Regions from separate parts of the Sus scrofa genome. Here region 2 is linked to region 1. The links are chromatin contacts, called in public Hi-C maps. All regions are on one chromosome and are shown on one strand. The core of a region is the stretch at or near the end of the contact, and the rest is flanking DNA. Distances in the headings are between cores, read along the strand shown.

The links. Hi-C and Micro-C count contacts between places; a contact is called where the count stands out from the background.
Region 2: a contact with region 1 is called in a Hi-C map of omental adipose tissue, with 2.2 times the contacts expected there. The contact joins the enhancer-like site here to the promoter of ZNF703 in region 1. A contact is called at or near these places in 8 of 47 Hi-C or Micro-C datasets (embryonic fibroblasts, fetal skeletal muscle, heart right ventricle and 5 more) and 2 of 2 datasets of contacts at active chromatin or transcription factors (alveolar macrophages and skeletal muscle).

Annotation. Positions count from the first base shown.
Region 1 is chr15:48,695,073-48,701,560 of Sscrofa11.1, forward strand. It overlaps ZNF703 (zinc finger protein 703), which reads right to left and starts at 1,567. Exons shown (of 2, transcript XM_003133370.5): 1 at 1,107-1,567; 2 at 1-125. The coding sequence starts at 1,349. It overlaps LOC110256999 (a long non-coding RNA gene), which reads left to right and starts at 1,701. Exons shown (of 2, transcript XR_002339108.1): 1 at 1,701-1,832; 2 at 2,620-3,609.
Region 2 is chr15:49,217,990-49,223,852 of Sscrofa11.1, forward strand. No RefSeq gene overlaps it. Among named protein-coding and RNA genes, the nearest start is that of KCNU1, 220 kb to the right of the region's middle. Within about 2 kb of position 2,917, at least 8 of the 83 cell types and tissues checked have an H3K27ac peak or open chromatin away from gene starts, as enhancers often do.

The DNA.
Region 1 (6,488 bases), core at 317-2,816:
TTCTCTGCTCCCAGCCCGTTGGCCGCCGCTACCGAGTTGAGCTTAGACGAGGGCGGCGGGTCCGGCTTGCCGATCTGCGAGCAAGTCTGGGCCAGCAACGCCAAAGGACTCTTCTTGGCGTCCAGCTGTGGGAGACAGCGGCAAGGGGAGGGAGAAGGGGGGTGAGACGAGAAACCGCTCGGGAGAGTGAACAAGTGGGGTGCCTGGGAAGCTGGGGGGGGGGGCGAGGGGAGCCGACGAGGCGGCGGACGAGGCGAGAAGACCTTGGGGACAGGGTCTGGAGAGCGAGGGCGGGGCTGCTGGGCGGAACTGCGCTAACCCTGCCGGCCGGTGAGATCCCTCGCTCTCGGTGTCCCCGGAGTGCGCCACCGGTCCCGGGAAAAGAGCAGTGGAAGTAGTCTACCAAAGGTGACTTCTCTGGAGTCAGGGCTGAGGGAGGGCCTGTAACTCGCCCCCTGCCCTCGAATCTCCCCCTAGTCTATGCCCAGGGAAAAACTTATTGCTTCAGTTTGGGTAACTTCGCTTAGGACGGGTTTCAGGCGGTGGCGCCGCGGGGTAGAAGCCGGGAAAAGCGCGTTCTGAAGCTAGGGCTGCCGTTGGCGCTCTCTTGGTAGCCCCTCCCTCCCGGGGAGGGCACCCAGGGAAGTGGGAGGAAGAAAGACCTGGGATCGGGAGTGCCGGGGCGTAGTGCGCTCTAACCGGATGGGACAGAGGCGGAGCAGGACCGGGCCGATCCGGCTTCAAAGAGAACAAACCCGGGTAGAGAGAGGTGGGCGGGAGAGGCCCAGGAGAGATCTTCTCCGGCCTGGAAACTGGGTGGCGAGGAAAAGTAAAAGACCCAGTGGAGACTCCAAGAGCAAACCCAATCCGGGAGAAAACATGTAGCTCCGAAAGGCGAGTGTGGAAGGGGAACCTTTCCGGAAAAGCCCAGGGAGAACCGTGTGGGCTCTGATCCCTCTGTTCTCCGTCCCTTCTCACACCGTCCGCCAGTGTGGCCGGACCTGAGCGTCGCACCGAGCCCCAGGGCGCAGGGAGCAGGGCCGTGGGCCCGGCAGTGGTGGGCGGAATGGGGCCGGCGCTGGACTGGCAGCGACCAGTCGACTGACCTCAATGGGGCTGACGGGAGTGGAGGACAGCGGCTGCAGGTACTCCGGATGCAGGAGGTGGCCGGTGTGCGCGCTCAGCATCTTCAGGACCCTGATGGGGAGCCGGTTTGCCTGGCGCAGGGGGTCCGCCGGGGGCAAGAGAGACACCGCCGCCGGCACCGCCGGCCTCTTCCCGCCTCCGCCGCTACCGCTGCCGCTGCTTTCGGGTGTCCTTGGGTTAGATCCAGCGGGCGAATCGCTCATTTGGAGGAGGCAGCGCCACTGGGGGGGCGGGGAGGGAGGGGGAGCACCGGGGAGGCGAGCTCCCGCGGCGGGTGGGCTCGCTCCGCAGCGCCAAGCGCGGTGCAGCAGCCGCTGCGCCTCCACCCCTCCTCCACCGACGCCACCGCCGCCGCTGCAGCCGCCGCCGCCGCCGCTATTCCCGGCGAGCAACACAAAAACCTTCGCCTTCCGCGAGCCGCACGTCAAATAGCCGCGATCGGCAGCCACACTTCAAAGGGATCGCCGCGGCCGCCCAATCGCAGCTCTCGCCGGGACCCCGGGGCGGGGAGAGCGGCGGGCGGAGGCCGGCGCCGCCGGTGGGCGGGGAGAGCCTTAAAGGGGCCTCGCCTGCGCGCGCCTCTCCCGCCTCGGCCTTTACCACTCTCCGCACTCCTCCCCTCCCCCCAACTGGGCCACCCCTACCCTGGGGTCCCGGAGAGCAGGGGACTTCTCCGTGACCCCAAGGTCTGCGCCCTGTCTTTCGCTAGCTTCCCTATCGCTCTGTTCTCTCTCCCTTCGCACCGCGGGGAGTTGGTGCTGGCGGGGGCAGTCACCCTCAGGCCGTGTGTGTTTGGGGTGGGGTGGACTGGGGTGGGGGTGGGGTAGGAGCTCCCGGCGTTGGCTCTCTTACAGTCAGGTCCAAGCCTCTCCCCGAGGCGGCCTGGGGGCGGGCCGTGCCTCGGGAACCCAGCTCTGCTGCGGCCCTGCTCAGGCTCTGCTCAGGCTCAGCTCCGGCTCCGCTCCGGTCCAGCTCTCTTCCCCTAATTGGCTTCTCCCGGGTGGGCTCATTTGGAAGCGCTCGAGACCCGGAGGCAGCAGCGGTTCTCGGGATGCGGGGTAAAGCGCTCCAATAACTTTGAGCCAGTCCTGTCCGAAGCCTGCAAGTTTGAGGACTCCCTTAGGGGGTGAAATGATTGCGATAAGGCGCTGTTCCCTAGGTTGTGCGCGCCGCCGGCGCACAGATTTATAGGTTCGATGTTTTTGAGTGTGTTTTCAGGTTTCTTACAATGTCCTGCTTAGAGGCATAAAATTCTCTCACGGCACAGAGCCTTGCTGCTATTTGGGGGTTGGGGGAATCTAAGTGCTGCACCCGGATACAAACTCTAGAGATGCGTCCCCCACATGTTTTCTTCTCTCGGGGCTGGGGAGGGGGTAAATTTCCCAGGGAAATTTCGGAGTTAAAAACTTTGTATTAAAAATAACAGTATTCTCCTCTACTCCACCTCCTTCCCCTGGTGCCTTTCTAATAAAGTTTGCATTGCCAGCCTCGCACCGGGCAGAGATTTTACATAGACCTAATCTCGACATCATTAAGGTTCCCTGCCTGCGGATCAGAAGGTGAACCTGGGTCTTTGTGCTCTGGCCTCCGGGGAGACCACTTCGCCGTGCTCTCAGCGACCAGTGGAGGCGCGCTGGTGTCACTGCCTCGCTTGGAGTACCACTTTCCCAGCTCGAATCCATCACTCCGATTGTCAGGCCTGTCACTCGGGGCATATTGCTCCAGGACTACCCGTCCCTGACTCTGCTGCTCGTTGATCAACGCCCTGCGATCACATGAGAACCAAGACGGGGATAGATGATTTCAAAGGGGTCCTTCCAACAGAATGAAACAACTGTCATGGAAATAACAAATAGCAATCACGAACCTTTATCATGTTCCGTAAAGGAGGCAGCAGGCACCACTCCCAGGCCCTATCCGTCATACGCTCAACTGAATGTACTCCCTGGATGCGTCTGTTTTTTAGACAGTATGCATAGACCTCTAAAAAATTACACAGGCTTTCCCTACCCTAACTTTCATCCTGGTAAAATTAGGTTACAATGAATGCCAGGGGATGTCCTGACTGGGTGATGTATTCCATATTGCAGCAAGAGGGGTACCAGAAGGAGGGGGGGCCCACTTATTTCATTGTGGTTGTCCTTATTCCCCACCCCCATCTCTTCTCGTGCCAGCTTCTGAGTACTCTAACGTCCCTGCCACTGCCAACACCAATTTTAAATGTCCATTGCAGGGCTGCTTCAGTCTTAGAGGTCATTTGGCCTTTGGGAGACTGCTCTGCAGAGAGAGGAAGTGAGAATGGAAGAGGGTGGGCCTTTGTAGGCATTTAGAGGAGGAACTGGGAAGAGGGGCACCCTTGGAGACAGGAAGAGATGAAAGACCCCTTCTTGATGATTGTAACCAGCTCAGCTGTGAGTGCCAGCCAAGAACTCCTGCTAGGGCCCAAGCAGATGTGTGTTGGGAGTGATTAATGGAGAATCAGTTGGGTACAAAGGGGAGAGGAGACAGACAAAGGCATTTAGGAGTTTGGAAGGACTAGAGGGGCAGGAGGCAGCAGGAATGGGGTGAAGAATGGAGGGTGATAAAATATTTACTCTCTATTTGGAGAGGAAAAGAGAAGAAGAGGCCTAGGAATGAACGAAAGGAAGGGAGGAAGGAGGAGGTGGGGATGGGAAGGCCAGGCTCAGGATGGAGGGTGAGGAGTCAGCTCAGGTAGTCACATGTTGTCCTTAGAAATCCTCACTCCCTTAGCTCACAGCTGATCACTAGGAAGAGGAGGTGTCAAACAGCACTGAGGTGGAGACCAGGCCTGCTGCCCCTTCCCGGAAAGTGCTAGCAAGGGAGTAGAGCCACCCTTCCCTTTGGGGTGCTGGTGAGGGCAGCAGGGCCCCTTTGGCTGGACCCATCCAGTCACCTTAGGTGGGAAAATGGAAAACCATACTTAGCCAGGCCAGAGGCCTAATTAAGAGACACTAGATGGTTATTACAACCAGTCCCCCCCCCTTTTTTATAGCCAAACCTGAGGCATATGGAAGTTCACAGGCTAGGGGTCGAATCAGAGCTGCAGCTGCCTACTTACGCCACAGCTGCAGTAACACAGAATCTGAGAACCATCTGTGACCTGCACCACAGCTCAAGGCAACACCAGATCCTTAACCCACTGAGCAAGGCCAGGGATCAAACCTGCATCCTCATGGATACTAGTCAGGTGGATTACTGCTGAGCCACGACAGGAACTCCCTACAACCAGTACTTGACATCCACTTAGCTGAAATGCTGACCCCTGCATAGTCCTAAGTGGGGCTCTAGTGACCTAAAGCAAGGACTGTGTCCAAAGGATGGCTTGTCACCTGCAAGAGAATCAGGCTAAGTTTTTACTTGGGTTGACTTTATTGAGGGTAATGGGGTGTGGTTGAGAAGGCCATGCAAAGACACTGTCGTACAGGACACAAGCCACCCCCTTGCAAAAAAGTTGCAGTTCTGTGGCTAAGGGGCCTTTTCCCCTTCTCTCCAGGCCCTTCCTAGGTTGCCCTGGGAGGGATGGCACCAGGACCACAGGACAGGGGCCAGCACTGTGTGAGGACTCCCCCTGCCAATGTGGTCAGGAATTACAACCTGGTGTGTCAGGCTCTTGATAAGTTTTAGTTACTGTTGTTATCTTTTCCATTTACAGCTGGAGAGGTTAGTTAGTCACTTACCCAAAGGCAAGTGACCAGTGAGCAGCAGAGCTCTCACTTGGAGTCAGGTCTCAGTGAGCCAGGCCTCTGAGCCACAATGCCGTGGTGGGTCCCGGGCAGGAAAACCTCTGGAAACTTGGGTTTCCTCATGTATAAAACCTGAGAGTGGCCACCTCAGAGTCAGGGAGCCCCAAACAGAAAATGCATGTCACACATCTAGTGCTGGGCACCAAGAAAGTCTCAGGTAAATGAGGGCTGTGTTCAACAGCATCATTTGCCTCTGTGGGGCCATTGCTCTGGAGAACATTCCAGCTGCACACCTATATCCGGCAGAGGCTCCCACCACCAGGGAAGCCACCAGAACACCCAAGCCACCCCAGAATCCTACCAAATCAGAGCTCTTTCTCCCCCAGCTTCCAGCCAAATGCACCTTAAAAAAAAAAAAAAAAGCCTCTTAGAAGCCATCAAGAAAATCCTTGAGGAAATTCTGAATATTTATAGGTATTTTCCACGACTTCAATTTACATAAAACTCACTTCCCAGGGGGAAAAAAACAAAACAAAACAAAACAAAACCCCAAAAATGCCTGAGTCAGGTTGGGAGAAGAGATGGCAGATTTTGCTGTGCGGGGTTAATGCGGAGTTTTCAGTCCGCGCCAAGGCGGAATTGCCTGAACGATCGCCTCTCTGCATAACACTCAAACCCTAATGGCAACAACATGAAATAATATCTCACTGGGTAACTATTTACATTTTTTTTTTTTTTAACACAAGCTGTAAGAACTCTGAAAAGTCTGCCTCATCGAGGACTTGGTTTTGCTCCCCGGGCGCTTAATATCTTTCAGCGGCTGGCAATTACAGCCTTGGCTGGGAGCCCTGGTTTAGCGCACTGCATTCAGGGCACCCGGAGCCCTTCCTCTGTCTACCCATCTCCAGCTTCTGACGCAGCCCCAGGGGCACAAGAAGGCCAGAGGGGTCAAGGAACAGTGGGAGCAAACTGGCAAAGCAAGAAGGACCAGCCAGCCACGGGGGAAGCCCACTCCAGCAGCCCCCTCTCCTGTTTTCTCATGGCTCCGATTATGTTCTATTATTATACTCCTCACGGGGCATCTGCCGTTATTTATTGACTTGTCCATTCTCCTGCTGGACTGGGAAGGCTTAAGTATCAGCCTCATCCTCTTTGTATTCTTATTGCCTGGCTGGATGTTTAAGCCATCATCACAGCAGTCAACAGTGAGAGCCAAGCGCTGTTGGAAGCACTTTGCAGGAGTTATCTCATTTAATCATCACAGAAGCCCTAGGAGGTGGGTCCTGTTGTTACCCCTCCTCACATAGGAGGAAGTGGAGGCCCGGAGAGGTTTACTAACCTGCCCTAAGTCCCAGCTGATAAGAGGTGGTGGGTACGGATCCCCACAGTCTGAATGCCGGAAGTGCCCAGTGAAAGTTTGTTGATGAATAGATAAGAATTTTACATACGAGGGCTCTTCATTTCTATCTACTCTCAGTGGATTAGTAAAAAGGTGGATGACTTTGTAATTTTCAGAACATCAGCTGTATGAGCCCTTTAAAGCATCTTTTCCCCCAAAACGTATTTGTGCTCATCACCTCGCAACAATTTTCTGAGTTATTTCAGGCAGGTGTTTTCATCCCTTTTGACAGATAAAGA
Region 2 (5,863 bases), core at 1,667-4,166, 520 kb after region 1:
GGTGTTTATTTTATTAACATATAGTTTATGTTCAACGTTGTGCTAATTTCTTCTGTATAGCAAAGTGACCCAGTCATATCATATATATATATATATATATATATATATATATCTTCTTTTTCTCATACTGTCTTCCATCATGTTATATCCCAAGAGATTGTACATAGTTCTCTGTGCTGTATAGTAAGACCATGTTGTGTATCCATTCTAAATGCAATAGTTTGCATCTACTCATCCCAGGCTCCCAGTCCATCCCACATATCTTCAGCTCTTAAGTAGCATGCGTGACTCTTTTTTTTTTTTAATTTCTGGCCATGATTTTTAAAAATATAATGTATAGTTGATTTACACTATTAGTTTCAGGTGGTAAACATAGTGATTCAATATTTTTATAGATTATACTTGACATAAAGTTATTATAAAATATTGGCAGTATTCCCTGTGCTGCACATGACATCCTTGTATCTCATTTGCTTTATAACTAGTAGTTCATACCTCTTAAACCCCCTTCCCCATCTTGCTCCCCTCCCCATCTTTCTCTCTCCACTGGGATAGCTGGTTTGCTCTCATATGCAACTCTTTTTCTAAAATGTACAAATGGAGAAAAACCACTAGCACAAACATATTTTCATGTTATATTCCATCTTTTTCTATCCCAAGAGATTGGATAGAGTTCCAGTAGGACCTCATTGCTTTTTTTCTGAAAGGATGTTGGAATCTCAGGGTTGGAGAAGGTAGTCTTTGAGCCGTGGTTCCTCATGATTGCCAAAGGCCCACCTGCTTCCAGAAACAATCTGAATCCAGCTCAGTGTTCAGAAACCCCAAGATCAACACAGTAGGTATTTACCATCAGGGATCCAAGCTTCCAGCCCATTAATCATCAGGTGGGATGGAGAAGCTGGGTCCCTCCAAGTCCTGCTGTTCCCCTTTTTGGGGAACACATTTAATATCCTACAACTGGGAACAATTTTCTAAAATTAGAGGGTTTTATTTTTTTGTTTCTTTCTGTCTCCTTCTAAGCCCCCAGTTTTGCCTTCCCACCCACCAGTTCTGTTTAATGGCTCTTCTGTTCTGCCTGCTGCTCATTGCCTGATTTAGCCTGGTATATGAGACAGGTGCTCTCAAGAGAGCAAGAGCCAGCTTTAGGAAGGAGAAAGCAGGAGAAATCTGGGAACACTTTCATGGCTCTTTGACAGAATGGCATCCTGGAGAGGATGGACAGGGCCTGTGAATGGGAGGCCCTAAGAATGGGGACTTGTTAGCTCCAAGGCTGATGATGGTTGTATTGACCTTAACTCCCCATCCCTCAAAATCAGAAATGCTTGTGGGTCCTTCCAGCTTTCCTGACCCCTTCCTGCTTTGAAGTGGGCCTTCTTTTTCTGGATTGTTGTTGTCCAGGAAATGGTGGCCCAGTTTTGGCCTCAGAAGGCACCTCACTGGGCTTAAAAGTCTTCCCAATTTTCATCCTTGCAGAAGGGGCCATTGCTGAAGAAGCCATCTCCCGCCAAACAGCCTCACTCCAACAGGGAAGGTGAATGAAGCAGGAGACTGTATTTATGGGTTTGGGGAAGGATAGCATCAAATATTTTTTCCTGAAAACACACATACAGTGAATTATTACTCAACCATAAAAAAGAATGAAATCATGCCATTTACAGCAACATGGATGGACCTATAGATCGTAAGTCTAGAGAGAAGTAAGACCTAGAGAAGTAAGTCAGACAGTGAAAGACAAATCCCATTTTATATCACTTATATGTGGAATCTAAAAAGGATACAAATGATTTGTAGAACAGAAACAGATTCACAGACTTTGAAAACTAACTTGTTACCAAAGTGGACAAGTGGGGGGGATGGGCTGGGGGTTTGGCACTGGCATACACATACTGAGATATATGCAATGATTGGCCAATGGGGACCTGCCTGTTGTATAACACGGAGAGCTCTGTCTAATATTCTGTGATAATCTACATGGGAAAAGAATCTGGGACAGTATGGATATTTCTATGAGTATAACTGAATCACCTTGTTGCACAGCAGAAATTATCACAACCTTATAAATCAACTAGACTTCAATAAAACTTTTAAAACTGAGAAAAATAAATAAAAATAACAATACCTTGAAGATCACTGCTAAAAAAGAAAATGTATTGCTCACTCATTCATTCAATAAATATGGATTCACTTTGTTCTGGGTGCTGGGGACGCACGATCACTATGAATCAGACCCTCCAAGCCTTCTTGACCTTAGTTTGCACCCTCATGAGGAGAGTCAGACAAAGACAACACAGATCAATGAACAAGATGACGTCTGGGTGAGAGGAAGCCTTGTCTGAGTGCAGAATGCCGTTCCCTGATCTCCGAGTTTTCTTTTCTCCCAATTAATCAGACAAATGAGACTTGAGCATCCTGTTTTCCAACTAACAAAGCCTGTTCACGAGTGTGTCACACTGTCCTTCTCACAATCTCCTGATGTGCACACCATGTACTGGCATCATTTTAGAGATGAAGCAGCTGAGCTGGGAGAGTTGGGGACAGTCACGTGTCAGATACACTATGTGCCAGATTTTCGCACTCCGAATTGAAAGCAACTTCCTGCACACCTTGCTACTTTCCCTCATCTCCAAGAGCGTGGGGTCCTCAGGATCGATCAACTCTGACTACAGTAAGGGACTGAGGGTTAAGGCTAAAGAGGGATGGATGTCAGTGGGGGGAGGGCTCTGCAGCCTTTCAGTAGAGAACGCATTTTTCCCTAGAGCAGGAAAGTTCCTGAAGTGGCCTTTGGCTTTGCAAAGGCTCTGCTTCATCTCTTCTTGATGGTGTCTCTGGGACAAGGGGAGCTGGGCTGGATGCATGGGGGGATGTGGGGAGGGTTGTCATTTCAATGTTGTCTGTTATCCATCCACACGGCCCCTGGGGCCCTATTTTCAGACTTGTCTGCTTGCCCAGAAAGGGGCAGGCCCAAGTTTCACAGAAATTAGAAGCACATACACTTGGCCTCACCCACAGAAATGATGAAGAGATGCATGCCGGTTCAAACCAGGGCCTTCAACACTCCAGGATTGGAGGTGGGGGGGGGGACTTTTTTCTGCCTGCTTCAAAGTGAAGTCCTCTAATTAGAATCAGAGCTTCGTAGAATATTAGAATTGCATGAATTTCAGAGATGACAGTCCCAACCACTTCATTTTACAGATGAGGGGCTGAGAGATGAAGGGACTTGGCGAGAGATGGATGGTGATTTCATGTACACTGGAGCTGGGGCCCGGATGCAGCTCTCCCGACTCCCAGCCTCGTGCTCTTTTCTCCCCATCAGGCTCCCTCCTGCATCAGCTACAAAGATGGGAGTAGGGGACAGCCAGAGACTGAGCTCCATCCTCACCTGTGACTTTTGCGTTCAGCCTCCTGAACGCCCCTCTGAAGCCTCCGGCAGCCTTGTCCCCAAATTGCTGCTCAGAGAAGGTGATAAATCAAGGACTGTGTGTGGAGGGGGACAGCACTCTGGCTTTTGGCCTGTGCATCTAAGCAAAGCAGTGCCTCTTAGAAGAAGCTTACTCCCTGTAGCAACTCTATCATACCTTTTATAAAAAGTCACTTTGAGGTCACTGTTTTTGGGGCCAGTATTTCAATACATTAAATGCAATTACTTCATTGTTGATTTACCTGTCATTACAGGCATGTGTTTGAACATGATTTATTGAGTGAGTTTTGTGCCAGTTGACTTGCAGTAGATTGCACAATATTCAAAGGGGCTCATTTGCTTGGCATTACATTAGAGGCATGATGATTGCAACACAAAGCAATGTAAATGAATTCTGAGAGCTTCCATCATTCATGTTGTCATGTACGGAATCCTATTATTATTTATTACCATAATTGTACTGTGTTTCCTGGGGCGATAAATTAGGACTGATGGGCCCCGCTGACAGTCAAGGGCTGGACTCGCTCTATATAATTTAATAGGGATACTGTAGGGTCTGTGTGTTTGGAGGAGATTTTGGTAGTGTTTAAAAAAATAATATATATTTTTTTTTAACAAAAAGTACAAAAACCTTCCAAGGTCTTTTTTTCCCTTTCCTTAATGCTTTGGCTGCCTGTTCAGGCCTTGATAAAAGCTGAACTATAAGAAAGAGAAGTTCTGCTTTTCAACCCAAGATGGTTCGAGTTCACTGCTGTATGCGAGTTCTTCTCCACACCAAATGCTGACAGGTGGTGTGACCTCTCACAGAGAGGGGACCCCTGCCTGCCACAGGGAGTCTAGAACTGGCTGAGGATCCAATGGTCAGCATGATGGTGACAGTCATGTGAACATCTTTCCTCTTTATGGCTGATGAACTCTGGGTATCTGGTCTCACAGGGCAGTGCTTCTGAAGAGACTGAAGTGATGGTTTCCCTAGAACAACAGAAAAGGAGCAACAGAGGTGATAGATACAAATTTGCTTGAAAAGATGTTCATGTGCTGTGCAAATAACCAGCATCAGATATCATTAAAATCATACCAGGCAAATGCAGGAAGGGAGCTTAGAGAGCATGGGATTCCATCATCTCAGTTTTGGGGTGAGAAAACCGAGCCACAAGGAAGGAGAGTCCTTAGAAATACCCCGCTAAACCCAAATCACACGAGACCCCCAATCAACTGGACTTGTGTGTGATTGATGCCCAAGGAGTGGGCATGAGTGGGGAAGGGTAGAATTGGACATGACCACACCGCTGGGTGAAGGGAAGAGCCCGAATAACCTTCCACTTCCCCTTTTGTCTGAGTAGAAAGGCATAGGGAACAGTTGCAAATAAGGCTAGGAAGTAGTTGTGGGTCAACCAGTGTTAGCCAGGACTCGCTTAGAATCCCCATTTAATATAAATCCTGTTGGATCAATTTCACTTCAGAAGATAATCAATCTGTCTTTGACCCCTGAGTTAGAGGACAGGGATTTCATCATCTCCTAGAAAGAAATTTTTTGATAGCTCAGGCCTGTGTCTTTGGTCCTCTGTCTTGGTCAATTGCAATCCCAAATACTCTGTTGGGGGGCTCAGTGTGACGTCAAGAAGGGGATCCTGAGGAATGAAACTAGAACCAAGGTTGAATTCTATTCAGGGAGTTAGGGTAGGCAGGCAAGCAGGCTGTTGTGCATAACCTCCTCGGCAGAGACGCTATCTGAGGAGTTTTATCTTCTTTTAGAGTTGCAAAGAAGGATTTCATCCCACATGTCTGATTTCAGCCATGTTTCTACATGACACTCAATGGTTTTATTCAGATTGATTCAGGTGGTGCCAGAAAATCGATGCATTGCTGCCTGGTCAATAGGATTGGGTTGTTCAAAAAGTGAACTTCTCAGACCACTTCTTAAAGCTCAGATCAGAGCATCGATGTGTATTTCACCTGTCCGCTGGGTAGTGGGCATGATCATCAGAAATCAACCCCAAAGAAGCTAAGCCAAAAGCCCACACCTGCAGGTTTGACACCAGAGAACATGTCCACGTTTAGCCAGCTGTACACGCAGTCCAAGCAGCATGCCATGCATCCCATTGGGCTGGAGTGAGAGTGGGCTCTGTGCATTTTCACATCTCAGAGCAGGTGATGAAGTCTTGTGTTTTACAGGATTAAGGAACATTTTGGGGCGGCGACGATTGAGGAAAAGGAGGCCGAAAACTGTTGGCAAGGAAAAGGGAGCTGGTAATTGTCTATTACCTGCCCCCCTGAAATGGACATGGGATTTCTGGGGGATCCCCAGTGCAGAGTTGGCCCCATCCTTTCTTTCTGGATGATCTCAGGACTTCTGAGTTATCTACCTCAAGAGAACAGCTCCGTCTGGCATCCCCACAGGCTGGCCTCATGATTGACGTCTTTCATCAACAAGGGGAGGCAGGT